2 separate regions of the Canis lupus genome follow, and region 1 is linked to region 2. A link is a contact called in public Hi-C data. All regions are on one chromosome and are shown on one strand. The core of a region is the stretch at or near the end of the contact, and the rest is flanking DNA. Distances in the headings are between cores, read along the strand shown.

Region 1 (5,476 bases), core at 2,544-5,043, 420 kb after region 2:
CACATATTTACTTTTCATATGTATTTGAACATTTCATTAGCTTCTGGGACATTATTTTTATTTGTGTCTAAGCCAATTCCATAATAAGTTATTTGCTTTAGCAGCCAGAGCAGGATATGCCAGCAGAACTGGCATTCTGCATCATTTTTCATTGTAGAACTGCATATAGAACCTCAAGCAGTTCTCTACTGACATTCACAGTCAAGGCTTATTGGAGGATGATGTTGGTCACCAGAAAGCAGTATTTGAAAGGCTCCAGGAAAACCTTCCAAATCATCAACAGCCTGTGGCAAATGCTTTAATTCCACCATTAGTTAGTGTAATCCTTATGCAAATTCTTGCGTGAAGGAATACATTAAGACATAAATTACCTAGTGGAAATTCATTTTATTAAACGAGTTTTGCTTTTCCTCTGAAGCAGGGTTGTTGCATCAGAAATCAGGTCTTGGGTGCTTGGCAGGCGAAGGCACACTGGGAAAGTGATTGTAAGGAAAGAAGGCCAGGGATGAAGAACAAGACAACTTTGAACTATGTAATGATTTCCCTATCTGACAACTTCTTACCAATTCTTGTAAACCAGTATTACTGAGTCTTCAAAGAAGGAGGAATGCATGATGGAAACATATTGAGGTGGGGCCCCTGGGCACAGTAGAATGGCCATTTTTGTAATGGCACATGAAGTACAATAAGAGAAAGATAGAAAATCTAAATAGCATACTTCTGAGTATTATCACCTTCTAGAACATGCTGGTGGGGTTTGAGGGGAAAGTACTGGGGCGGGCCAAGTCACACAGCCTAATTTCTTCCTATGTCTCCATGAGCATCCTATTATGTAGCATCCATTGCATATAAAGCACAAGTAAAGTTCATTTAGTATCTACATCACCGCTCTGCCATTAAGTCTGTCCTCTGGGTCAAATCTTTCTCTCAGATTTACAGCCACTGCTTCTCTTGACCTCCATAAGCAGGAAATATCCATGTACTGCTGAGTTTTCAGAACCCTTGCTGTCCATAGTGGCCACATATGAGGACAGCCTCAGCCTTAAGTATCAGACTCCGAGAAGGTTAGAGCGTACTTTGAATCAAAGAAAAACCCCAGCCATGTGAGAAGTCAGTTTATTTCTGGAGGGATGTAACACAGAATTCAGACTTTAAAGCACTGTCTCCTCATGAAGGTTTCCGCCACGTGTGTTTAAGGAGACACTGCTCCTTGGACTTCTTGAAATCACCTTCCTAGCAAATTCTGAGTTTTATGTTCTGGCAATAGGGGATGTGAATTAAAATTGCACTGAGTTCTTTTCCCCTTCTCTTAAGCCACTTCAAAATAGCTTGTAATTGGTTTGGAGGGATGGTTTTAAAAATAACCTTATAATATTTGCTTAAAATGATGTTAAGGATGTTTTATAACACCTAGAGGACCACACAGCACTTGAGAGTTGATTACCTTTTTTTGTTGTTGTTTGTTTCCTTTTGCATTTGCATCTTCTGCTGTAAGAGTAACAGTGCAATTTGGGAATCCTTCCCAACCTCAAATATTGTTTCTACCCGTTATAAAGTACAGTGGAGAGTAAGTTGTTGTCTAATTTATTTGATCAAGCTTAGCCGCTAACTTAGAAAATTGGCCTCCTCAAGCAATTGCTTACATGCCTTGTCTGGTGTGCTGGCCTGCACGTAACGTGCTCTCAGTTGTTGCTTCAACTACGTCGACTCATTTAACAGAAGGGTTGCAACATTACATTGTTCTGCTGTATATATCAGCTAATTCGGTGTTTCTCAAATAAGGCCAGGATGGGTGGTTGAGGACTGTCCTTTTGTTTATTGGAATGATCAACCCTAAAATGTTCAAAGTGCCATTGGACCAACTAGAAGACCACCAGGAGGAGCCTTTGAAGACGCCGGGTAAATGCCCAGACACAGAGTGTTTGTTCCTTCGACAAGTTCACAGGATGAGTGCTCTCTGCTGTTTTTTTCTGTCCCCTTTCTAGGAAAATGCAAAAAAAAAAAAAAAAAAAAACTTTTCTTCACACCACTGGACAAATTACCTCAGGATAAATTGAAGCCTGTTTACGGTCCAGCAGTTTTATGTAATCAATTTTTTTAAACCTGGTTTCAAACTGGAACACTTCAATAATATCAGAAATCTGAGTAGTGCCAGGAACTGTCCTTCTCCCAGATGGCGTGGGCAAAACTGAACGTTTCGGTCCAAGTTCAGGCTTTGCCTTTTCCCCACAGCGTGGCCTTGAACAGGTCACAAATAACTCTCAATACCAATGCCTTCCTTGGGGAGATTGATACCCCCTCAGTCCGTTTGATCTGTGAATGTTGATGACACAATGTGGGCAGGCTGTTAAATTCTAAAATGTTAACAAACGTCGAATTATGATTTTGGTGATTCTTGTTCTCTTCTCCCTAAATTGGTTAACAGTCTCCGGGATGAGCAATCCTCTTTGTAAGCTTGATTGTATCGACAATAGCTGGATGATGGGAAAAGGAGGACAAAGGGGGGCTGTCAAATGAGACAAAGGAGACAGTGAGGGCACAGGAAGAAAGACTGGCATATGGTGAGGTGGGGGAAGGGCAAGGCACTGAAGATACTGGTCAGAGGAAGAAATACACACACACACACACACACACACACACACAATCCAGCATGCTGCTGTAGAAGAAGCTCTTACATATAAAAAAGATGGATAGTAGGGTTGAAATGTCCCAGAATGATCTCTTTTCTTTTTCTTTTCTTTTCTTTTCTTTTCTTTTCTTTTCTTTTCTTTTCTTTTCTTTTCTTTTCTTCTTTCTTTCTTCTTTTTTCTTTTCTTCTCTTCTTTCTTTTATTTTCTTTACATTTCTTTCTTTCTTTCTTCTTTCTTTCTTTTTTTTTTTTTTTTGTAAATGTTGTCTTGTAAAATCAACTGTCAATTCCAATCAACAGCTGCAACCATGACTGTTTAAATAAATGTAATCTCTGTCTCATTTTGTGGGTGAAAAGAGGCCTTGAATGACATCTTTTAGGTTTGTTCTCAGGCCTTTATGTGTAATTACCCATTAAATAGATTAGTCCTCGTGTCTACCAAATGCAGGGTTCTGGCTTCCTGGGTGTGGCAGCAGTTTCTGGAAACACCTTCCAGGTGATATGATTAATATATTTCTCAGCCTCCAGGTGTGGTCCTGGGGTTTTTGGAGCTTCTGGTTATAATGCAGATTCCTGAGACCTTCTTCAAATTGCCCACATCAACGTCAGTTTTCCTAAGCCTGGCAATTTGCATGCTGAACAAGATTTTCTTAGGTGGTTGCCGCCCCCATACCAGGGTGACAGCCCCTTATGGGGTCATTGTGGCACCAGCTGCAGGGTCCTGGCAGCAGGTCGGCCTCAGCAGGAGGAGCTCCAGGCTGGCTGGGATGCTCAGGGCTCTCTAGCCCTGGTCCCAGAGGCTTTTCCCTGGAGGAAAGGTAGAGGCTCCTCAGTGCCTCATCCTCCTTCAGTCTTTTCCAAATTAGAAGCTTAGAGATACTTCAGGGGCAGTGTCCTCCCTAGTTTCTTTGCCTTTTATTTCCCATCTTGAATCTCACTCAGGCCTCTCGGTTTCAGCTTGCTGGCTTAGTTTTGGTTACGGTTGGTGGGTCACAGAAAACACGAGGCATTTTTATCTTCAACTTTTGGTGTGCTCGAGGACTATTATCTGTGTATTTGGGCTGAAGGAATCTCTTTTCATGATTTGGGAAAAATGCAGGAGAGAAAGAGAACTTGATATTTAGCACAGGGGCTACTGTCATGCATCAATCTACATCAAAAGAACCGGTGGCTTCCGGCCCGCCTCTGCTCACTGTCTGAAGCCTTCACAAGCCTCAGACCACGCTCAGCCGAAGGAAATGTGCAGAAGAGTATTTTTCACAGGAATTAACTCTTGCAGCTAAACAAGCACATCAGATTGCATTAGATTCCTTACCTCATAAAAGGCCATGTTGTGTTTTCTTCATCCACACTGGCGTTCTGTTTTGTTATAACTTTGCAAATTCAATGAATGTTTTGCAGGTGAGGGGGAGAAAAATAAAAACCCATGGACTCTTTATTGCCTTACTAAAAAAAAAAAAATCTGTGGAGCAAGAAAGAATGTGACTGAATTTTTATTTATGGTCAATAAGCCCAGATGAATATGTGGTAAACGTTACTGAGACCATCACAAAGCAAATCACCATGTCACAAGAAATATTATTAAATTCTATAATTTCCTTTTCTGAAAATAGTTTCTCTGTATGGAGTTGGAGAAAGAAAATTACATTCAGTATTCACCTTGCTGAGTGTGGTGGCTGATATCCTATAAATAGCAGATCTGTGACCTCATTCCTGTTCTCTCCCTGGCTTAGCTCTTTCCAGTTTCAAGTTGAATAGAAAATTGTCAATCATCTGGTGAATCTGGGCATATAGGCCAGCTTCTGAGAAGAATTCTGGCCCGGTCCTCATTTTTCCAGAGTCAGTCAGGTACTGCACGTCCATTTGAGTGAAGCCATTCGCAGTCTGTGTCTGTTGCTTTTTGCCGACACTGCACAGGTAATTGTGGTTGTGTGGAAATGGCCTTTCCTGACCTTGGAAAACTGCTTAACCTTTCAGAGCCTCAGGTTATCCATCTGTAAAGCGAATATTGTAGCTGCCTCTCCCTCATTTCAATGGAATGCTTTGAGAATTGATTAGATAGTGTGCATAAAGCAAGTTGACCTCCTCAAGAAGGAATACAATGTATGATTTTATTTCTGGTCTCCAAGCTCTTAGGCCAGGCCTCTCCAGTACAACGTGGTCATTATCTGTGCTTTTGGACTGCCTGGAGAGGAAATTCACACCATTCAGGGCAAAACAATCCACTCCAGTTTCTAAATGGTGGGGATTGTCTATCTATGGAGCACAAATTCAACAGATGGTTGCCAACCTTCCACTTGATTTTGTGGCTCTTTAAACTGTGTTCATTAAAACTTCAACTTGCAGGCAGCTTTGTAGAGACTTGAAGGGATATATGAATGACAGTTTGTGATATAACGGGTCCAGCCCGGTCTTATGTCTCTGGTTCTTAGAAGCAGTGGTTAAATTAACATGTAAACTAACAAACAGGATCACTATCAATAATTAGAAGGGCTTGCTTCCCACATGTTTCTGAATCTCCTACTAAGGACAACATTTTCGAACTTAACTAATAAGTATGTTTTGCAGAATTTGAGCACAACCATGTTTCATGTTGAATTTCAAGTTCCCTTTTTTCAGAAGAAGGAACACAAATGCATACCAAGGTTTTGGGGAAACAGAGACTAAATCTGTTTCTGTTTTTGTTTTACCATTTTTATAGAGATGTATAATGCCATGGTACTTTTTATTTAAAAGCTGGCATGATTTATTTATTCTTTCTTTCTGTCTTTTTTTCTGTGGGCATGCAGGCATACATGTACTCAGTATTTAGCTTGTGAAGTTTTCATTTATTTAGAAAATGCCTTG
Region 2 (5,792 bases), core at 1,411-3,910:
AAGCATTATGCCAATTATGTTAAATCCTGCTCTCCACTTAAGCTCATCATGACCTGTTTTAGTGTCCTGTAATTTATCCTTTGGAATGCTTACTCTCATCAATAAAGTGTTCAACTTAAAGAGGAGGAAAAAAAAAAAAAAAGCCACCAAAAGGAACAACCACCCCCCAAATGACTTCTAGAAAACAAGTATTTCTTAACTTTTTATTGACATTGGCAAATTAAAATAGAATAAATTAACAAGTATTTTTTCAAAAAAATGTTTTGTACAAAAATACTGTCAAAATTTCCTAAAAAGCTTTCAACACAGTAGTATCTTTTCATGTACTGAATATAACTATTAGCACAGTGTCAAAAATGTTGAAGACAGAAACAAAATAAAAATCTGTGAAATGTTTGCCACTGACGACATTCCACACCCTATTATTGTCTGTACATATGGGGGAGGGGGGACAGCCAACTTGAAAGTGAACAGTATGACTTTTCCTGATCCAGAACGGTTTGGCCCACATCTGTTTAATCTTCCAGTTTAGCATATTAAAAAAATTAGTCTGTACTCAAATGCATAGTTAAAAAAAATGAAGCGAGATGGCAGAGTTTGTGCAGTAATATCTGCCCTTCAAAGTTCATGCAACCAACTAATGCAATTTTTCCTCTCACTCGTAAATCTGAATGCAGTTCAGTCATTTGAAACCATCTACAAAATCCACAAGATTAAGCAGTTTGCCAAGATTAATATCTAACAGTTGAGCACTGGAGAAAGTGAGGAAATAAGGAGTAAACACAAACAACAAAAAAGACCAAGTTAGCTAGATTATTTCAACTACATAAGGGAGGTGAATGTCAAGGCTACAAAAACGAAACAAAAACAGAAAAAAAAAAAAAAAAAAGAGTGGCAGCAAATTTCTTTTAAACCAATTTGTACAAGTTTATAGTTTTACTTTGTCTCCAAGTTCTCAAACCTTTCAAGATCTGAAAAGCGAGATACTGTGTCTAAGGGAATGTTTTTTTAATTCACACCGAAGTTGGGGGTGGGGGCGGGGGTGTTTGATTTCTTCTGGCCGGGGTGGTTTCGAGCAAGTCAACAGCTTACTCTGCTGGGCTGCTGTTTGCACACGAAGTCCGTCATGAAATCAAACTCGTTCTGCCCCAGCCAGAGTTCGGGCAGCTCCTTGATGCGGTCCAAACCCATTTCTATCACTAAGGACATAAGCACTTCCTCGTCGATGAAATCAGTGTCTATGACATTGGGCGGCAGCATTGCAGCAGGGACGTGGGCCACGGAGGCGGGCATGTTGCCGCCGCTGCCGCCGCCGCTGCCGCCGCCGCCGTTGCCGCTGCCCGCGCCGCCGCCCGAGGTGCCGCCGGAGCCGCCCGGGGTGCTGCCGCAGCCGCCCGGGGTGCTGCCGCCGCCCGAGCCGCCGGGGGTGCTGCTGCCGCCGCTGTGCTTGGGGTTGCAATCTCGGAAGTGCTGGTTTGTCCCGTTCATCTGGTGGCCCGCAGCAGGGTGCAAATCCGGCATGTAGTGGTTGTGGGGGTAGGGGTGATGGTTGAAATACTGGTTGTTGAGCTTCTGCAGCTGCATGCTGGCCGGCAGGGAGCCTCCCTGGCTGGCCACCGGGGGGCCCATGAACTGGGAGTTGTTAAACCTGGCCGCGGGGGCCAGCGCGCTCGGGGGGTGCCCTCCGTTCACAGTCCCCGGCCCCATCGCGTGCCTGATGCCGCTCGTGGCGTTCATGCTGCCCGCGCCGTAGTGTATGTGCTCGCCCATCAGGGCGTTGAAGGCGTGCTGCGGCTGCTGCTGCTGGTGGTGATGGGGGCTCGGGAACTGCCCCATGCCCATGCGATGGGCAGGGTGGTGGTGCAGCCCGTTGGTGCCGTCGGGGAAGCGCCCGTGGTTCATGGCCATCATATGGTCTGCCATTTCCAGTCCTGGAAGCGAAAAGGGCAGGCGGTTAGCACCCGCGCCACACGTGCCGCCCACCACGGCGCACCCCGCTCTTCCGCGCCTCTGCCCCCCAGGCTGCCCGCACGCACGTCGGCTGCGCAACCCCTCGCCACTCGCTCTCCCCGGGATCCGGCCGGTAGCCTGTGCAGCCGGGCCCGCCGCGGCGGGGGACCTGCCACCCACCCCAGAGCCGGGCGCCGAACAAACAGCCCCTTCCCCGGCGCTCGGGCGGGCGGACCCGGGCCCACACCCCCCTCTGCTCCCCGAAGTCGCCTCATAAAGGAAGTGCCCCGTAGCCCCGCCGCGAACTTCAGGCATTAAATCAGCCCTCCTCATCCTGTTGTTGCACATCCTGTTGTTATTCCCCAGCTCCGCCTCGCGCTCTTCCTCCGGGCAAACCCAGCCCTCGGAGGACGGGGCTGGCAGGCGCCCCAGCCAGCGTCGCCCGCCGCGCTTACCTTCCGTCTTGGCGATTTCTGCTCCAAAGACCGAGGGCGGGATCGTCGGGTCCAGGACCGGCTCAGCAGCACATAGAGGGGGCCTTCCCGGTGTGCAGGGCGCTCGCTGTCGCGACGTCGGCACCGAGGTCCTGCAGCGGCCGCTGGGGCAGAATCGGAGCCGTTCCCTTTTATTTCCCCTCCGCTGCCCTCACAGCTCGGTAAGGCCGCCCGGCAGCTGCCAACAATGAGCTGTGTTTCTTAGGGCTTTGGCCACAGTTAATATAAGGGTTTCAGGAAGGGCGGAGCGAGAGCCTCCCGGGCGGGCGGCGGCAAAACGCGGACTGCGGAGCCCCGGGCACGCCGGACCGGGTGGGCGAGCCGCGTCCCCGCGGCCGGAGGCACGTGCGCAGAGGCTGCGGGCCCGGGCGCCGCCTCGCTGCCGCGGGGCTGTGCTTTCTTCCCGCCGCACGCACGGGGGGCCCCGCGCGGCTGTGCCCGGGGCAGGGAGGAAGTGCCCCTGGACGCCCCCCAGCCCCGGCGCAGCGCCTGCCCTGCGAGGAGCGAGGAGCGAGGACAACCGCACCGCTCCCCTCTGGTCGGATCCCCCGCCCCCAGCTCTCCCGCTCGGCTCTCCTAGCGATCTCAGGCGCCTTCTATGGGGAAAGGGGGGTTCGCTCAGCGCCCCATTCCTCCACAGTGCCCTTCTGCCTCCCCGGCTTTGCAACCCCCGCCCCCCCCCCCAAACACACGCACACACACACACACGCTCCCGGGTTGCAAAGAATGGCTGTGTTTTTCCGAGTGGGGTTTTAAATCCCCGGACACATAATGCCCCTTCCCCGAACGCACTTTCCCGGGCTGCGCCTTTGTGCTTTTACAGGGGCACTAGGTAAACCTGATCTAGATATTTCTGCGTGTATACGCGTTTCCCCCCCCCCCCCCCCCGCCCCACTCCTTTCAAGGACAGGAGCTGGGGGCGGGGAGCGGCAGCGGCTGCAGGTGGACGGAGCGCGTTCGCGGGCCCGGCCGCCTCGGCTCCCGCGCCGGGGAGTCCGGTCCGCGCTTTCGGGCCCGCTCGCCGCTCCCGGGGTACGTGTGCTTCTGCTAAGTTTGCGTTTGCAGCTCTTGGTAGCTTTGGCATCCGAGCTGAGGCGTCTCTGCTCTGTAAACAAACTCAGCGATCCTCGTCCCCAGATCCACCTTTTTGCACATACACAGTTTCTTGCTTCTGCTGTTGCCCTTGATCCGGGGGGTGGGGGTGTGTGCAAACTTGCACAGCCTCCCTCCGGGCTCTGCCTGACGATTTGGGGTTGATTTAGAAGCGAACGGGTTTGTAATTAAGAAATTCGAGGGCTGAGTAAAGCTGCTGTTGCTGGAAAAGGAAAACAAATAGATAACATGGTAATCGCTTTGTAAATAAAGTCGTTCTGGAGGTGGGCACGTAGCTGCACGTCCCGTATGGCACCGCGCGCGCACACACTGCTGGGACTCTTCCCTTTTCAGGGAAATTGTTCAGCGGGGCAATAGGCGATAATCGTAACCTTGCTTCCCAGGACGCGGCACAAGTAGCCCGGGCGTCCATTTGGCTCATTGACTTGCAAATAAAACCCCTTACGCCGGTCTGGGCTCCTACCCGGTCGGAGCTCTCCTGCTTTCTCACTTGGGGAAGCCGAGCTGTTTCCCCAACACCGTGGTGACGCTGCTCCGAGCTTTTATATTGCTCTTTATGTGGCAAAAGCGAGTTTAGCGCTCCGAATAAGGACTTCTGTTCAGAGTTGTTTCTTCATAACTCGATAGCCATTGAGGACTTCCTGCTGCGAAGAGCCAGTCCCCCGCCCTCCACTCCTCCTTTTCTCCCTTCGTGCTCACAAGACTTTTTTTAGGCCCTATTTTTTGAGGCTTGGAAATTCTGATACATTTACCCTTGCAGGAATTTTGCAAAAGAGAGCGAATCCTGATTACGTTAACCTCTTGCCCCTCTGTCTTCCTCTAGTTAGATTATATAGAGATATATGCCTAATATGCAAATATACTTTATTTAATAGATCTATATTTAAACATTGTTAATGTCTTCCTCTCTTTCTTTTTCCCAGCTCTTCAGCATTTATAACTGTGGGTGCAATTATTTCTTTTGTTATGTGTGTGTGTGCAGTAATTTTTAAACCTCAAAAATATTTACTTTTTGGAGACTCGTGCACAGGACACATTGCATTGTTGGTTGCAGTAATCCCCTCCTCTCCTGTCCACCCACCACTTTTACCTGTAGGTCAGGGACTTGAAGTTACAGAATCAGAGCCTGGGAATAAACTTCAAAGTGCCACTGCCTATCAAAAAATAAGCTCCAAAATACTGGTCAACCTTAGACTCGGAGGGATTGTTTACTTCCCTTCCTTCTACTGCAGTGTCTTGCGACACAAGGACCAGCTCTTGAGTGTCTAATCTAAATTTTTCTTGCAACCATTAAGGAAAGGTGCAGTTCCATCCAACTCCACTGGTTCCACATGCTATTGGGAAATCTCTGGAAAGGTCACCTCCCCGTCCCCCACCTCCTTAAAGGGAAAAAAAAAAATTTAGTTCTGGGACCAGCTGGTTAAAACACGGCATGTTCTGTTCATTTATTCATCTGTCCAGTGAATGTTTCCCAAGAGCCAGGCACTTTCCTAGTGCCCAGAGAAACAACCAATAAAGGAACTCATGTTCAAAAAGAGGAGATGGACAAACAGGCCTTGGGCCACTGTAATGAATGCAACAACAGCATTCCACACACAGACTTCTGAAAATACACAGGAGGGACAATCTAACCTGCCTTAGGGGCCTTCAGAAGGCTTCCTTGTGTAGGTGGTAACTAAACTGAGGCCCCAGTCCAAGTTAGGCCACCAGAGCAGGGGGCAGAGATAAGAGAAGCAAGGTTGGAGAGGCAAATCCGGCCGGACCATGTTGTCTTTGGTTCCCGAGGTGAGAAACTTGGATTGTATCCTACAAAGAGAAGCAGGTGAAGGTTTGTGAACCAGAGAGATGATCACATTTTCATTTTAGAGAGATCAGAACAGAACTGTGTAGAATGGATTGGAAAGTAAGCCTGGAAGCAAGGTATCCGGTTAAGGGGTGGTTATAGTCATCTAGGAGTACCCAGAGGCCCATGTAAAGATAAACCCCTTCTGAACGAGGCAAGGCAGTGGTCTACGTGTGACCTTCACAGCAATAGACAGCTACGAACTTCGTATACACCACTGAGGCTTAAAGAACAGGAATTTATTGTCACAGTTCTGGAGGCTAGAATTCCGATTTCAAGGTGTGGGTAGGGCTGGTTCTGAGGGCTATGTGGTTCTGAGGCCTATGAGTAGATTCTGAGGGAGAATCTACTCCATTTCTGTCTCCCAGAGTTGGTCATTCGCTGGCCATCTT

The links. A called contact is a pair of places that touch in the nucleus more often than the background predicts.
Region 1: a Hi-C map of blood shows a contact between it and region 2, with 4 times the contacts expected there. The contact joins the enhancer-like site here to the promoter of CITED2 in region 2. A contact is called at or near these places in 3 of 9 Hi-C or Micro-C datasets (amygdala and blood).

Annotation. Positions count from the first base shown.
Region 1 is chr1:32,175,253-32,180,728 of UU_Cfam_GSD_1.0, forward strand. No RefSeq gene overlaps it. Among named protein-coding and RNA genes, the nearest start is that of CITED2, 420 kb to the left of the region's middle. Within about 2 kb of position 3,794, at least 1 of the 20 cell types and tissues checked has an H3K27ac peak or open chromatin away from gene starts, as enhancers often do. A contact at or near this core is called in blood, where this site is marked.
Region 2 is chr1:31,753,554-31,759,345 of UU_Cfam_GSD_1.0, forward strand. CITED2 (cbp/p300-interacting transactivator 2) reads right to left here and starts at 2,661. Exons shown (of 2, transcript XM_038525583.1): 1 at 2,406-2,661; 2 at 190-1,931. The coding sequence starts at 1,923. The coding sequence ends at 1,081.